Linked DNA regions of Mus musculus: regions 2, 3, 4 and 5 are each linked to region 1. The links are chromatin contacts, called in public ChIA-PET and HiChIP or PLAC-seq maps. All regions are on one chromosome and are shown on one strand. Each heading gives the region's core, a stretch centred on a gene start, on an enhancer-like site or on the middle of the called end of the contact. The rest is flanking DNA. Distances are from core to core; before and after follow the strand shown.

Region 1 (2,782 bases), core at 182-2,681:
AGAAGGAAGTAGAGGCTCACTGCCTGGTACTACAGACAGCTTATACACATTCTACAGATGATGTTCAAGAAAGGCTAATTCCAACATTAGCCAAAACTGCATGCACGCCAAACCAAAACAACAGCAAAAATACCGACATTCATTTTATGAACTGCTTAATTGCCCATGTTAGTCACAAAGATCAAATCACTGCACGTGCTCCGCCTCTAAGTGCTGTTTTCCATGCTGATGAGCACGAGCCAGCTGTCATTAAACATCAGCCCTAGCACAGTATCCTAAAGATATCAAATGTGACTTCTCAACGTCCCAGTTGGGATTGTGGCATCTTACGTTAGTGCCCGGATGCTTTACTTGTTGGGCACATGTTTTTAGTTAGCTGGCAAAACGTCAGTTGATACAGGCCCATCTGTGTTAACTACAGATTCTCACATGTTGTAAGGGTCCCAGAGCCAGACCTGCACTGCTGCTAGCAACATAGATGGAGCCATTTTGGGTTAGCTTGGTTTCCTAACAGAGCCTAAAGAACCCAGAAACTTGTTCATACTCGCTAGGTAAGTATCTTCCCACTGATCTGGGTCCCCAGCAGTGTCTAAAATGTTTGCAAGCAAATTGCTTCTTTGGTTTATTGGATTTAAGACTTTCACTTCTAATGCATGATGTTTCTCTCGGGACAGGTTAGAAGAAAGTGGGAATCTAGCTTAGTGGTAGACTGTCTACTTAGTACAAGTGATAGTTTGTTAAATAAAAACATGAACCAATGAGTTTAGGCACTGGCATCAATAAGTAAGTAAAAAAAGAACCATGCCTAAGGATGTCAGGACACTGCATGGGCCTCTGTGGATAGCCCAGAGCTCCAGAAACTTAGGAGATTTGACTGGAATGTCATAGGGAAACAAACAGTCCCATGCTAAGTACAAGTTAACAGGAAGACCAACATTTTGTTGCTTCATTTTCCTATAAAGTTCTGGGTTGCTGAGTAAAGCAGAATTCCAATGCTTTGACACACCACCACATTGTTAAGATAGGCAGGATTTGATTATGGGAGAACAAGCCCCCAAAATGGTCATTACACACACACACACACACACACCCTAAGGTCTCCCTTGCTTCCTTCTCAAGGCAATGTGTGGTTGCAATTCCTCCATTTGATGTGGTTCATCCCTCGGTGCCAAACAGGGTAATGTGGGAAAATGATGACACAGCAAAAAATGAGGGTGGCAGTGACCTGCTTAGTAACAAGAGAAATAAAACAGATCTTAGAAATTGAGGCCAAAAATACCTGCTTCTCCACACAATAAGGAGAAAGAAACACAGAGTTTTTCTGTCATAGGAAACGACTAGGCTCTGCCAGCAGCTGGCACCTTATAGACCAAGCAAGGGCAAGCCAGGAAAGCCACAGGCTGGTTGGGGTAGGTGAAAAGGCAGCTGCCTGAGAAAGGGTGTGGGTTCTGTAGATCAAGGGTGTGGAGCGCCAGGGAAGAGAGAAGGGAAGCCAAGGCTGCCTTCCGGCCTAGGCACGGAACATGCTTGCAACATTTTATCATTTCAACACCATGCAGGAGGTGAGGCCTAAAAAAGCGTCACAGTTTAAAAGAAGCAAAAGATGTCCACGCAGGAGTGGGTTCTATTTATTTACAACTTTACGGCTGGACAGCTTTTCTACTGTGTGGTTTGTGACTACCCAAAGTGAAATTTTTTGAGTTTCAAAATTATCTCTTTTTGCACTGAGAAAAGAGCATATATGATTCATCTTAATATTGCCGAGGATCAGTCAGCAGCTAACAGCTAGTATTTTGGGTGGGAGGCAGGCTTCTGTAGGCAGCTTTTTCACCTAACATAGATGTAAAAAACACCAGAATATGCCTCAAGCTTCGTTCGGAATCATATAAATAGCTCGCTCTTGCACAGTTACAATCTAATGCGATCGTAAGAACTCCCACGGTTCATGAAGTGCCTGATGTGCCCCTCACCCAATGCCTAAAGAAGTCGATAGAGGAATGACACTAACTACCCCAGTGGGGTACCAAAGACACCTGACAAAGGGGCCTGCTTTTGTTTCTGCTAACATCCTCATCTTAGGCTTTTGCCTGTGTTTCCTCCTGGATGTTTCTGTTTTGGTTTTTTTTTTTTTTTTTCCAGCCTCTGTAAAACCCTCAAGTCATTCTGAGTCAAGAGACAAGCTATAGGCACTGGGCAGATCCAGCCAGTGGCTGGTAACGTGTGGCCCACCAGCTCTGAATAATCTTTGCATTTTTCTGGTTAGAAAAGCATTTAAAGAATGATGTTTCATAACTTGTAAAAACTGTATGGAATTCAATTTTCTGTAGTCATAAAGTTGCGTTGGTGCATGGCCATGCACATTCATTTACACATCTTCTAAAGCAGCAAGAGCAATATTTATTAACTGACTGTACCAAAAATGTTTACTAACCCCAACACCCTTAAAAATCTTCCTTTCCATAGTAACTATTTGAGGAAAAGAATACAGACATTTATAGACTTTGAATGTTTATTTGGGAAGTTCAACATTGTCATTTGACACAGGTAGAGTGTCCTCTATCTGAAATGTTTGGGACTAGAGTGTTTCAGGTTTGTTTTTCAAATTTTAGAATATTTCCATATGCATAAAGGTCTATATTTGAGATAGGATGCAAGTCTAACAGGAAATTTATTTATATTTCATATGTACCATATACACAGAGCCTGAAATTAATCTCATATAATAGTTTTAATGTACCTATGGGTTTGTGTCTGTGTGATGTGTTTGTGTGTGTATGTGCGT
Region 2 (2,782 bases), core at 163-2,662, 250 kb before region 1:
AAGGACACCTCCCACCAATCCTGACAACCTGAGTTCCATTCCTGGACCCAGAGGAAGAAGAGAACTGAATCTTGTATATTGTCTTCTGATTTCCACATGTGTGATGTGCCCTGCACTCAATAAAGTAAAAAAAAAAAAAAAAAAAAAAAGTAAGAATGAAAAAAGATGTACCACTTAAAATGCCTACTTAGTAATAGTTTTTTTTAAGGTAGGAATGGCTAATATCCCCACTGCTGTCAAAACCCATTGTTAGCCCTTACTCTAGTGTTCTGGGCATGGGGTATGTGAACAAGAGTTAGAAATGTTAATGGCCTGCAAGGACCAGAGTGATAATATAAGTAAGGAAAGCAGATGGAGTATGGCAGATTCTTAGAACACACAGTCTCTGTGGAAACTCCTTCTATTGACTCAGAGAGTGGAAGTCAGCCATTTTACATCTTTTTTTTTTTTTAAATCAGTTTTAAATGTTGTCTATCTTTCCAAAATTAAGGATATTTGTTATTCAGGTAAATTGAGTCTGTGTAAAGAGTAGCCTGAGTTTTTGCACTGTGGGCTTCCATCACTGCCTGGATGGTGTACGAGGTACATGCTTGGGCTGCAGGCCAGCATCCATAGCATCTGTCTATGCTGTATTAGCCCTTCTCTGTCACCATCACAGCACTGAACCTCTTGCCTACTGTGAAAGTGATAATAGCTTTGCTTTGTTAGTGTCAGTAATTGCACTTGGCATTTTCTTTCTTAAACCTAGCCTTGTGAACAGGGTATTAAAATCTACCTATTTGTAAAAAAGAGGAATAAAAAATGTGGTTATTAAAGATCAGATGGATGGATGAGGGAGATGGCACAAGCCATACTGTGCTTTCAAGGTAAAAGGACCTGGGTTTAATCCCCAAATTTACACAGAGAAAGGCTTGGCAGGGGCAGATGCTTATAATTCCAGTGTGGGGACACAGAGACAAGAAGGTACCTGGGGCTTAGGATGAACACACACACACACACACACACACACACACACACACACACACACACAATATGATGGGTGGAATGGGTAGATAAACTCTTTTTGGAGTAGTGACTGTGTGTTTTACCATCATTAACTGGGAGGTACCACATCTCGATACTCTCTAGATTGCTTTGTATTAATTTACCAAGTGCAACGTTAAATGAGACATTCAGTCCAAGGTCATTTGTTACCCTTGCATTATTAGACCATTCTCAGGAAACCACAAAAGTACAAAATAGTGACAGGATTAGATTGCTACTTTTTTTTTTTTTCCAAAAAGAAATTACTAACTAAATTGAACAGAAATGATCCAAGTAAGTCACTGGTAGATGAAGTGGAGATAGTGCTGAGGTTACACACAGAAGGAAGCACTGTCCCATGTTTCCCCCTCCTACTCCTTTTTTCTGAGTAAACCATTATAGTTTTAAGAAATGGTTTCAGTTTAGTTCTTTTGAGGATTCCCAGTTCTCTCAGTACTACACTGCCTCTTTCCTGACTGGCCAGCTATAGATGTTATCTTTTGACTTCCTGCCCTCTTATAGGGGCATCAGCCTATTTTCACCATCCCCCTTACCTCTCTCTTCCTCTTTAATAAAACCACATCACTGCTATTGGTTCCCGAGTTCTTTACCTTGTAGCTTAAACCTTTGTTCTTTTTTCTTGTGCTGGGGATCAAATTTCAGGGCCTTACAAAGGTTAGAGACAAACTTTCCCAAGGAACAAGTCCATGACAACCCCTTCCATACCTCCCCTCCAGGGTCACTTTTAACACTGTATCATACAATTCAATGAACAGTCCCCCAGAGTTCTTGATAAGTGCATGACTCAGCTTTGTTATCAGCTAGGACGATCTCTGTGCAGTCGTGATGGATATTTCATCTATCTGGAGTCCTATGAACCACAGATAATGTCTTTTGGCTTCACACTTCACAGGATAAGATTAGCCTCTGCTTCTTTCTTTTTCTCTTGCATTTTCCTGCACTGTTTTTATGTGTCTTCTGTTTTCCCCTTTGCATTCTTAAGATTAATAATTTGTTGTCTATAATTGTTTCCAGGGCATTGTTCATAAATTACACAGTGGCTTGATAGGCCTGCTTCTGCATTAAATATCATTAGATTTTACCTTCTTTTGTGGGCCTAATAGTAACAATTCTGTACATTACTGGATGGTTTTTTAGGAAACTGGCTACTTGCTTAGGTTATTGGAAACCAGGCTCAAATAACTTCCCCAGATTTTTGTTCTTCTCTCTTCTGTATCTTGGCCCAACATTTTTTTATTACCTCCATTAAAATTAGGTATCTTTCTTAAGGTCTTTCTTCCTTTTTGTTTCCCTTTCAGATATCTTGTTCTTACTGTATGACTGCAGTATCTGTTACAGTCTTTCAAATAACAAAAATTGGAGATCTAAAATACTTCTGGGACCAATGAGATGATTCAGCAGTTAAAGGTGCTTGCTGACAAGCCTAACAACCTGAATTCAATCCCTGCAATCTACCTGGTTAGAAGGAGAGAACTGTTCTAGTTTCCTTTCGATTGCTGTGATAAAACACTGTGACCAAAGCCTTCCTGGATCAGTTAATAATCAAGACAGTCCTCTACAGGCATGCACACAGGCCAGTCTCCTTCTAGGCAATTCCTCAGCCAAGGCTCCTCTCAGATGACTCTAGGGTGCAATTAAAACTAGCCAAGAGGTTGAAGAGATGGCTCAGCAGTTAAGAAAACAAACTGTTTTGTTCTTGTAGAGAACCCTGAGTTTGGTCCCTAGAACCCATGTCAGG
Region 3 (2,782 bases), core at 160-2,659, 230 kb after region 1:
GCTGAGTCCATTTTGTGTTGTTTGTGGATGTGGCTGGCTTCAAGACTAACCAGGCTCACTGCTCTGGACAAGCAAGCTGGGTGCTCCTCCCTGGGAGCGGCTCAGTCCCCCTCTCTCAGCAGTCTGAAGTTGGCTGCAGCTCTGTTCAGAGATGGGACCCCACAGCATTATTTCCCCTTCGGCGTTAACATGACCACTGACACCGCTAGAGTTCTAGTCTTGTGGACGCAGCCATTTCTAGGAGAGAGCATGTCACAGCAGACTTCCCAGTGTCCTGGCTCTCGCAGTCTTTCTTCCTATCCCCTCTTATGATGCAGGGGGATGGGAGGCAGATGTATCCTCTTGGGCTGGGCTCCCCACACTCTGTTGATCTTGGCACTGAGGACACAGCGCTTTCAAACGCTAGTTTTGGAAGCTGAGGTTGAGAATAAAGCAGCCCAACACTTCTTAACAGATTACAAATTAATTCACAACAAGGGGTTTTTAAAAGTAGGTTTTATTTATTCAAAGACCTTTACTGCCTCATATATATATATAGGTACTGTTAGTTCCATAAAACCTATTAAAACGGTATTATGAGCCAGGTGTGGTGGCAGTACTTGGGAGGCAGAGGCAGGGGGATCTCTGTGAGTTCAAGGTCAGCCGGGTCTATAGAGTCCCAGGACAGCCAGGGCTACACAGAGAAACCCTGTCTTAAAACAAACAAACAAACAAACAAACAAACAAACACAAAATGAAACAAAACAATCAGGCACACTAAACAAGTCTTTGAGGGATCTATTGAGTATGCTTTATAAAAACATTAAGAATGCTTTGAAAGCACCAGATTTTAGAAGGATGCTAAGCGTCTAAGATACCTTACTGAAAATAGGGGTGGGTTTTCTTTTTTAAAGGTAAAATAGCATTCATTGAGTCTTACCTTTTTTTTTTTTTTTTTTTTTTTTTTTTTAAGTTACAGAATTTTGTATTGGCTATGTAGACTTTGGTAAGGACTTTCTTCCAAAGTAGATTTTATAAAGAAATTAAATTTTATTCATTTTTCTGAAGAGTCAAGTTACTCTTGGGAGGTGCTAAGAACACAGTGACATCAGTTAAAATACCCTTAAGTCATGTAAATTATAAATCCTCTTCTGAAGGGAATTTCTTATCGCTATGGGTCCCTGCCCCACCCCCACCCCCAGGAATGCTCACATATAGAATTGACAAACAGGAGATTTTTACTAAGTCTCTGATACATACAAAATAGTGAGTGTACATATTTATCAAAGAGTCTCATCAAATTTCCTTGTCATAATGGAATTACAGGAAATTCCAATCTTTACAAACAGAAACATTTAGGATCTGAGTAACCTTATTGTTTATGTAATAGTCTTTGTAATTAAGTCTTACTCAGAAGAGAGGTAGCTAGTAGTACCTTCCAGTTAAAGGTGACTAAGTTGTCAGAACATGGGGCTGGCAGACAGCTCAGTGGATTAGCATGCTGGTTACTAAATTTAATCTCCAGTCCCTTTGGTTGTCCTAAGACCCCCGTGTGTGCTGTGGCACAAATGATGCCCTGCCCCCAGACACTAAGTTATTTAAAAAGGAGAAACTTTACTAAGATATCATTTTGTTAATGCTTAGAAAATCTCTAAGCTATTTTCTGCTAGTCAAACTAAGTAAATTAAAAAGATAAAATATTTTGTCATTGTTGAGATGGGCTACATTCTTTATTGGGATGATAAAGTTGCTCAACTGTAATTCACTGCTACTAGGCAATGCATTTTATTATAAGTGATTAAACATTCAAAAGTCTTAATATCTGACTCATTATGTATATACATTATAAAATTAAGATAACACCAACATGGGGAAACAACATTCAATTTTTTTTTATAGTTTTCAGATATGTTATGCTTTTTAATGAGAGTTTTAAACATGTATTAAAAGCAATTAGACTTTCTCAGAATGCTGATGTACTTTTTGTAAAATTGTATAAAGGCCATTTTGTTTTGTTTGTTTTTTAGACAAGATCTAACTATATAGTCCTCGCTGGCCTGGAATTCTCTATATAAACAGAGGCTGGCCTCAGACTCACAGAGATACACCCTCCTCCACCTCTTAAGTGTTGGGGTTAAAGGTGTGATAATCACACCTAGCTAAAAGGGCTAACTTTAAAATATAGAGGGTTTAATGTTTGATGTTTTCTCTCTCTCTCTCTCTCTCTCTCTCTCTCTCTCTCTCTCTCTCTCTCTCTCTCTCTCTCTCGGTGTGTGTGTGTGTGTGTGTGTGTGTGTGTAGGCACATGTAGGTATGTCTACATGTATCTGTACATGCATGAAGACCAGAGGAGGACATTGTGTCCTGATCTCCTATCCTCCTATCGGTTAATTTTCTTTTTTCCCTTGAGACAAGGACTTACTGAATTTGGATCTGGCTGTTTCTGCTAGACTGGTTGACCAACCAGACCAGAAAACCTTCAGTCCACACCTCCACAAGGCAATGCTGTGGTTGGAACACAGCAAAGGTTTTTACATGGATATGAGGGCTCCAGACTCAGGTCCTCAGGCTTGTGCACTGTGCACTCGCCCGTGGACCCCTCTCTCCCTCACTTCCCATTGCTTCTGGAGCAACAGGACTGGCCCTCATTTACATTTGTTTAAGCTGAAATCTTCCACCTCCACTTTCTAGCCCCAGCTAAAGAGGATTAGGACATGAGAGGGATCCTGTGCATCAAGCCATGATGTCAGCACTATTTTCAAAAACATTTTGTAAAAGATGTTTTAAATTCCCAAAAGACTCT
Region 4 (2,782 bases), core at 106-2,605, 180 kb before region 1:
TAAATTCATTCTTTTTAATAGCTGAGTAGTACTCCATTGTGTAAATGTACCACATTTTCTGTATCCATTCCTCTGTTGAGGGGCATCTGGGTTCTTTCCAGCTTCTGGCTATTATAAATAAGGCTGCTATGAACATAGTGGAGCATGTGTCCTTCTTACTGGTTGGAACATCTTCTGGGTATATGCCCAGGAGAGGTATTGGGGGATCCTCTGGTAGTACTATGTCCAATTTTCTGAGGAACCGCCAGACTGATTTCTAGAGTTGTACCAGCTTGCAATCCCACCAGCAATGGAGGAGTGTTCCTCTTTCTCCAGTTTTTGCCAGCGCCTGCTGTTACCTGAATTTTTGATCTTAGCCATTTTGACTGGTGTGAGGTGGAATCTCAGGGTTGTTTGATTTGCATTTCCCTGATGATTAAGGATGCTGAACATTTTTTCAAGTGCTTCTCAGCCATTCGGTATTCCTCAGTTGAGAATTCTTTGTTTAGCTCTGAGCCCCATTTTTTAATGGGGTTATTTGATTTTCTGGAGTCCACCTTCTTGAGTTCTTTATATATATTGAATATTAGTCCCCTATCTGATTTAGGATAGGTAAAGATCCTTTTCCAATCTGTTGGTGGCCTTTTTGTCTTATTGATGGTGTCTTTTGCCTTACAGAAGCTTTGCAATTTTATGAGGTCCCATTTGTCGATTCTCGATCTTACAGCACAGCACAAGCCATTGCTGTTCTATTGACCTTAGTACAAGGAGATAGGAATGGATCAATTTGCATTCGAATCTACATGATAACCGCCAGTTGTGCCGGCACCATTTGTTGAAAATGCTGTCTTTTTTCCACTGGATGGTTTTAGCTCCCTTGTGGAAGATCAAGTGAGGAATGGGGAAAGCATCAGTCTCACTGTACAAACAGTGAGCACAGAGGCAAATGTGGTCAGGGCGGCGGGGAGCGAACCCTGGAGCCTCCAGCCCTGCTCTCAGCAAAGTCCTCTCTCCTGCTGGAACTGGGGGAGCTTACTTTGATTTTTGATCTTATAGTTAAACTATTGAGAAAGTGAGCTTTTGTACTTATTAGTCTATGTTTGTGGGTTAGCTTGCTGTTCTTGCGTTAGCTTTAGAGATAAACACAATAAACAAGAAAAATGTATTATAAAAATTGAACATGGATATAATGTATGCTTTCTCTAACATTTTTAAAAGCAAAAAACCTTAGCTATTATAAAAACATCCCCCCCCCAGGAATTATCTGCATCCGCTGAGAATTTTATGCCAAGCTGCAGCCCCCACACAAACGTTAGAAAGCCAAGCTATTTAACCCTATGAAGTAAAGTGCGGGCTCGCCTCGCCCCGCCCTGGTCTGATGCAATCCTTCCACTGCACAGTGCTTCGGAGCCTGCCTCTGACAGTGAATCAGGAGACCTTGTATACATTCGTTAAAAGCTGTTTTTAAGTTGTTGCAGTTCTGAAAATTCCAAAGAATTATAGTATTATAAGCAAAACATTCAACACATTTAATACATATTCTTGAATGTGGTTCAAGAACATTTATGAAGAAGCCAGATTGAAAAGTAAAAGTCTGGATTATTATAGAATTTTTAAAAGAGGGGCAGTTAATTACTAAGAGTATTTAAAATGGAATAGCTAGGCCCAGTGTCAGCCTATAATTTCAGCTACTTAGGAGACTGAGGCTGTAACCTTATAGTTCAGGGGCTGTCTGGGCTGCAGAGTGAGTCCTAAGCAAACCCCACTAACTTAATAAGAGCCTGTCTGTTGTCTCAAAAAGAGGGTACTTATACATCTTTAGTCTGTTTCTAAAATCAAAGGAGTCCTCCTTCACATGATTTAAAATAATTTCTTTGCTCAGCCATAATTGGAACATCTTTATCATACCCTTCTTTCCAAGGCTCTGGAACAATTGAGGAAGAGAAGGCACATAGATTGTAAGCCAGAGGTCAGGGAGGGAGGTTAGAGGTCAGGGAGTGCAGCAGCCTCTCTTGTCACCTACACAAGATCAAGCCAATTAGCACTCCAACATGGATCACTAGCTGAGGGGTGGTTGGTAGCTTCTGGGTAGACCAATTAAGCATGGAGTCCCTGGTAGGTCCCCTGTGATCTGGCAGGTGACCCATCCGTATGAATATAAGGGCAACATAAACTGGGTTCAATGTATTATGAAGGCAAACAAACAAACAAACAAACAAACAAAAAAGAATAGGACTGGAAGTCTGAAGGGAGTAGAGATTGGATCTGGAGAAAGGTAGGAGTTAAGGGGTGACAGTATTATCAATATATATCATATGTATGCGATTCTTAAAGAATCTCATTTATTTAATACAATATAATATATTTAAATATAATATATATAATACAAATATTATATTTAAATAAAAATAATTGACAAGAGTAGTTACTGTTATAATTTGCGTGCTTAAAGGCATGTTTTAAAACACATTTAATTTTGTGAATTTAAAGATGCTTTCAGTGTTGACCTGAGGCTTACCTTGGCTAACTCCTTTGGCAGTTTTATTTTCAAAGTGTAAAACTTGTTCCAGTAAGTTTAATTATTATTTAAAACTAATTTATTATTAAAACTTTAAAGTTAACCATTTGTTTGTCTTCTATCCCATTCCCAGTCCCCCAAACTCATTAAAGTCTGCTCAGATTAAGTTATCAATGTTCTATCATAAGCAAGAGAGAAAATGGCTAGCACAGACATCTGACTGTGTATATTTAGATTGCTAGGGATCAAGAGTTTGAAAATATGAGCTGTATGAGACCTTGTCCC
Region 5 (2,782 bases), core at 210-2,709, 150 kb before region 1:
GTGCATGAAGCCCTGAGTATGTTCCCTGGTAAAACACCCTCTCTCTCTCTCTCTCTCTCTCTCTCTCTCTCTCACACACACACACACACACACACACACACACACACACTCACACACTCACACATAAACATACATACACATTCACACACACACACACACACACTCACACATAAACACACATTCATACTCATGCACATATACACACATACACAAAGCAATTAACTGGAGTTATTATTTATAGCTTAAGTGTTTTAAATTTCTAATTACTGAAAATATTAATTGATAATATTTGTGAACTTTCAAGAGATTAGAAACTTTCCTGGGTTTATATTGATGTATTGCTCCACGTTAGAGGAAGTTTGGTCTTTGTATGGACTTGCACACATCCTGTAATGGATGTCAGCATACATGGTGGTAAGTTACAGAGTCAGGACGATGGTATGAATGCTTAGGAAAGCAGATAAGTCTCAGGGGCAAGGTGGTCTCTTCCTATTTCAGTTTTTTTTTTTTGAGAAATAATATCCATTCATGTATTCTTTTCATTTTTTTTAAAAACCCAATACTACTTTAAAATGTTTTCATGCATTAAAATGAAGAGTTCTTTCATTAAAACTGTGCCCCTTTAATAGTTTAAGGATTCTTTTTAATTCTATCCTACTTTCCAACCTTATTTTTCTGTCTTGTGTTAGGAAACCCTAATAGGAGTTGTCTGTATATTGAATTTTTTCTTGGACATAATTGTTACTTATCAATCTGTTGTATATTTTAATCCTTTTTTCTCCTTACAGACTGGTGAATTTTCAGCTCGTTTTCTATTGAAGTTACCAGTAGATTTCAGCAACATTCCCACATACCTTCTCAAGGTAAAACTATGTATTATCAATAAGAGAATGCAAATCAGAATAAAATAAGAGAATACGAATACTGTGATCGTTTAGCTCAATATTTGTATGCCTTGTTTCTTCTTATTTTGTTCCAGATAGTGAATTCTAATAAGATGCTTAGTGCAGGAAAATCCGTTGGAATTGTTTTCTTCAGCTACTGTACTAACCTTAAAAGTTGTTTAGGCGTGAGGTTTTTGTTCAAGGTGATTATACATTAGTAGTGTAAATAAATTACACTTGGGAAAATCAGTTTGATTTAGTAATCTTACTGGGATGGAAGACTCATAGATTTTGTCCAAGGCATTCTACATATTAAAAATGCTTAAAAGGCATTTCAACTTCTTTATGTCAGCAACTGAACTCAGGTACCTTCAAAGTTGGGCTATCTCAGAGATTCATTAAACTAATTAGAACAGTATATATAGCATTTGTTAAAGTGAGATAGAGGCCCAGGGAACAGCTATTTGAAAGAGTTCCTTACATGCTCCATAGAGAAGAGGTAGTCTTCAAAAGACTACTTGTGGCTAGTGAAAGAAACCACATAGATCAGAGAGCAAGTTCTGAAAAGGAAATGCTAAGGCAGAGGCCCAGCCTACTCAGGTGAGGATTTAAGACTTGGCAGGCTGCCCTCAGTTCTTTCAGCCTGTCCTTCTTTAGTTTCAGTCTAATCTTTAAATGTCTCTGCCGTATTGTTTTGTGGTTTCTTTTCTGTGTAGCCCTGGCTGTCCTAGAACTCAATTTGTAGACCTAGCTGGCCAGGAACTCTGATATCCACCTGTCTCTGCCTCCCAAGTTTTAGAATTAAAGGCATGTACCACCACTGCCAGGCTGAAATTTTTGCCTTCTTAATTTGATGTTGTTCCAGAACTGATTGGATTTTAACTGCTGAGGGAAAAGAAATTAGTAATATCAGCCAGACTCTAGTAATGGCTAGAAACTTGCTGTGCTCTTTGAAGAGCATTTGCATTGGGAACTCCTTGGCATGCTGCTTATATTTGGATGTTCTAACACCTAATTCTTAGGTCTGCAACTGTTTCTGTTGGAATACAAATAAAGTTAACTCTTTGAGCTCCTGGGGTTAGCATATGCTTTGTCATGATGATAGCAGGTTGCCTCACTTTGCCCAATAATTAGCTGGTGAAGCAGAACTTGTGAGCACTGAGATAGCATAAGACAGCCTGCTGATTTGCAGCAGTGAGCCTCATTGCATTATGGAAGGTAACTCACCATCTACTCTTAAGTTCATATTACCAATGATAACAAATACACTTACTAATGGAGTTTTTGATGTTAGGATGTGTGATTTAATAAATATTCTATGATATGATTTCACTTTTTATTGTAAGTGGAAATGGCTCTTAACATGATAATATCTAACTTAAAACCCTGAATTTTACTTTGGTTGAGCTAAGTCAAGGGCTTAGATAAATGAATTACTCAAGTAAAAACTCAATCAGTAGAAAAACAGTTTTCTAGCTGCTACTCTTTATTTTCAAGCGCTAGAAATTGAACACAAACTCAGGTAAAGTAAAGGGAAAAATGCACTCTGCTTCTGGAGTCTGTCTGCACAGCAGCACACTAGCCCGCCCTTTCACAGGTTTCAGTTCGTGTGGATTGACCTTCCAAGTCTGTTTCTTTCAGGCTCAGTTCTCTACCCTATTTGATGTGCTTGTAGGGAGAAATTGTGGTCCATAGGACAGTAGAGAGGCCACTAATCATTGAAGTGTGATTATTCATCATAGTATTTCAACAAAGAAAGATTATTTTGTAATTATATACATCTGACCATGTAGTGACAGGCTCTGTGTCTGAATCCATGAATTTAGCCAAACAAAGATGAAATATTTGGAAAAAAATGGACGTCTACTGAGTGTGTACAGGTTCTTTGTTGGAGGAGG

Evidence for each region. HiChIP or PLAC-seq counts read pairs in DNA pulled down with a chosen protein or histone mark. ChIA-PET counts read pairs in DNA pulled down with a chosen protein or histone mark.
Region 2: a BATF HiChIP or PLAC-seq map of CD8 T cells shows a contact between it and region 1, with 6 read pairs. The contact joins two enhancer-like sites. A contact is called at or near these places in 1 of 15 datasets of contacts at CTCF or cohesin (the NIH/3T3 cell line), 1 of 484 Hi-C or Micro-C datasets (cortical neurons) and 2 of 115 datasets of contacts at active chromatin or transcription factors (CD8 T cells and cardiomyocytes).
Region 3: a contact with region 1 is called in a CTCF HiChIP or PLAC-seq map of the NIH/3T3 cell line, with 17 read pairs. The contact joins two enhancer-like sites. A contact is called at or near these places in 1 of 15 datasets of contacts at CTCF or cohesin (the NIH/3T3 cell line), 2 of 484 Hi-C or Micro-C datasets (bone marrow-derived macrophages and uterus) and 1 of 115 datasets of contacts at active chromatin or transcription factors (CD8 T cells).
Region 4: a contact with region 1 is called in a CTCF HiChIP or PLAC-seq map of the NIH/3T3 cell line, with 12 read pairs. The contact joins two enhancer-like sites. A contact is called at or near these places in 1 of 15 datasets of contacts at CTCF or cohesin (the NIH/3T3 cell line), 1 of 484 Hi-C or Micro-C datasets (CD8 T cells) and 1 of 115 datasets of contacts at active chromatin or transcription factors (CD8 T cells).
Region 5: an RNA polymerase II ChIA-PET map of memory CD8 T cells shows a contact between it and region 1, with 15 read pairs. The contact joins two enhancer-like sites. A contact is called at or near these places in 1 of 15 datasets of contacts at CTCF or cohesin (the NIH/3T3 cell line) and 2 of 115 datasets of contacts at active chromatin or transcription factors (memory CD8 T cells and pancreatic cancer cells).

The regions. Positions count from the first base shown.
Region 1 is chr5:31,983,015-31,985,796 of GRCm38.p6, forward strand. The region is part of intron 7 of Babam2 (BRISC and BRCA1 A complex member 2); the gene reads left to right. All of the region lies in intron 1 of Gm52770 (a long non-coding RNA gene), which reads right to left. Among named protein-coding and RNA genes, the nearest start is that of Gm52770, 14 kb to the right of the region's middle. Within about 2 kb of position 1,432, at least 107 of the 459 cell types and tissues checked have an H3K27ac peak or open chromatin away from gene starts, as enhancers often do. A contact at or near this core is called in CD8 T cells, the NIH/3T3 cell line and memory CD8 T cells, where this site is marked.
Region 2 is chr5:31,731,324-31,734,105 of GRCm38.p6, forward strand. All of the region lies in intron 3 of Babam2 (BRISC and BRCA1 A complex member 2), which reads left to right. Among named protein-coding and RNA genes, the nearest start is that of Babam2, 35 kb to the left of the region's middle. Within about 2 kb of position 1,413, at least 35 of the 459 cell types and tissues checked have an H3K27ac peak or open chromatin away from gene starts, as enhancers often do. A contact at or near this core is called in CD8 T cells, where this site is marked.
Region 3 is chr5:32,208,367-32,211,148 of GRCm38.p6, forward strand. No RefSeq gene overlaps it. Among named protein-coding and RNA genes, the nearest start is that of Gm36783, 23 kb to the right of the region's middle. Within about 2 kb of position 1,410, at least 12 of the 459 cell types and tissues checked have an H3K27ac peak or open chromatin away from gene starts, as enhancers often do. A contact at or near this core is called in the NIH/3T3 cell line, where this site is marked.
Region 4 is chr5:31,803,601-31,806,382 of GRCm38.p6, forward strand. The region is part of intron 4 of Babam2 (BRISC and BRCA1 A complex member 2); the gene reads left to right. Among named protein-coding and RNA genes, the nearest start is that of Babam2, 110 kb to the left of the region's middle. Within about 2 kb of position 1,356, at least 24 of the 459 cell types and tissues checked have an H3K27ac peak or open chromatin away from gene starts, as enhancers often do. A contact at or near this core is called in the NIH/3T3 cell line, where this site is marked.
Region 5 is chr5:31,830,297-31,833,078 of GRCm38.p6, forward strand. It overlaps Babam2 (BRISC and BRCA1 A complex member 2), which reads left to right. Exons shown (of 12, transcript NM_144541.1): 6 at 789-863. Among named protein-coding and RNA genes, the nearest start is that of Babam2, 130 kb to the left of the region's middle. Within about 2 kb of position 1,460, at least 38 of the 459 cell types and tissues checked have an H3K27ac peak or open chromatin away from gene starts, as enhancers often do. A contact at or near this core is called in memory CD8 T cells, where this site is marked.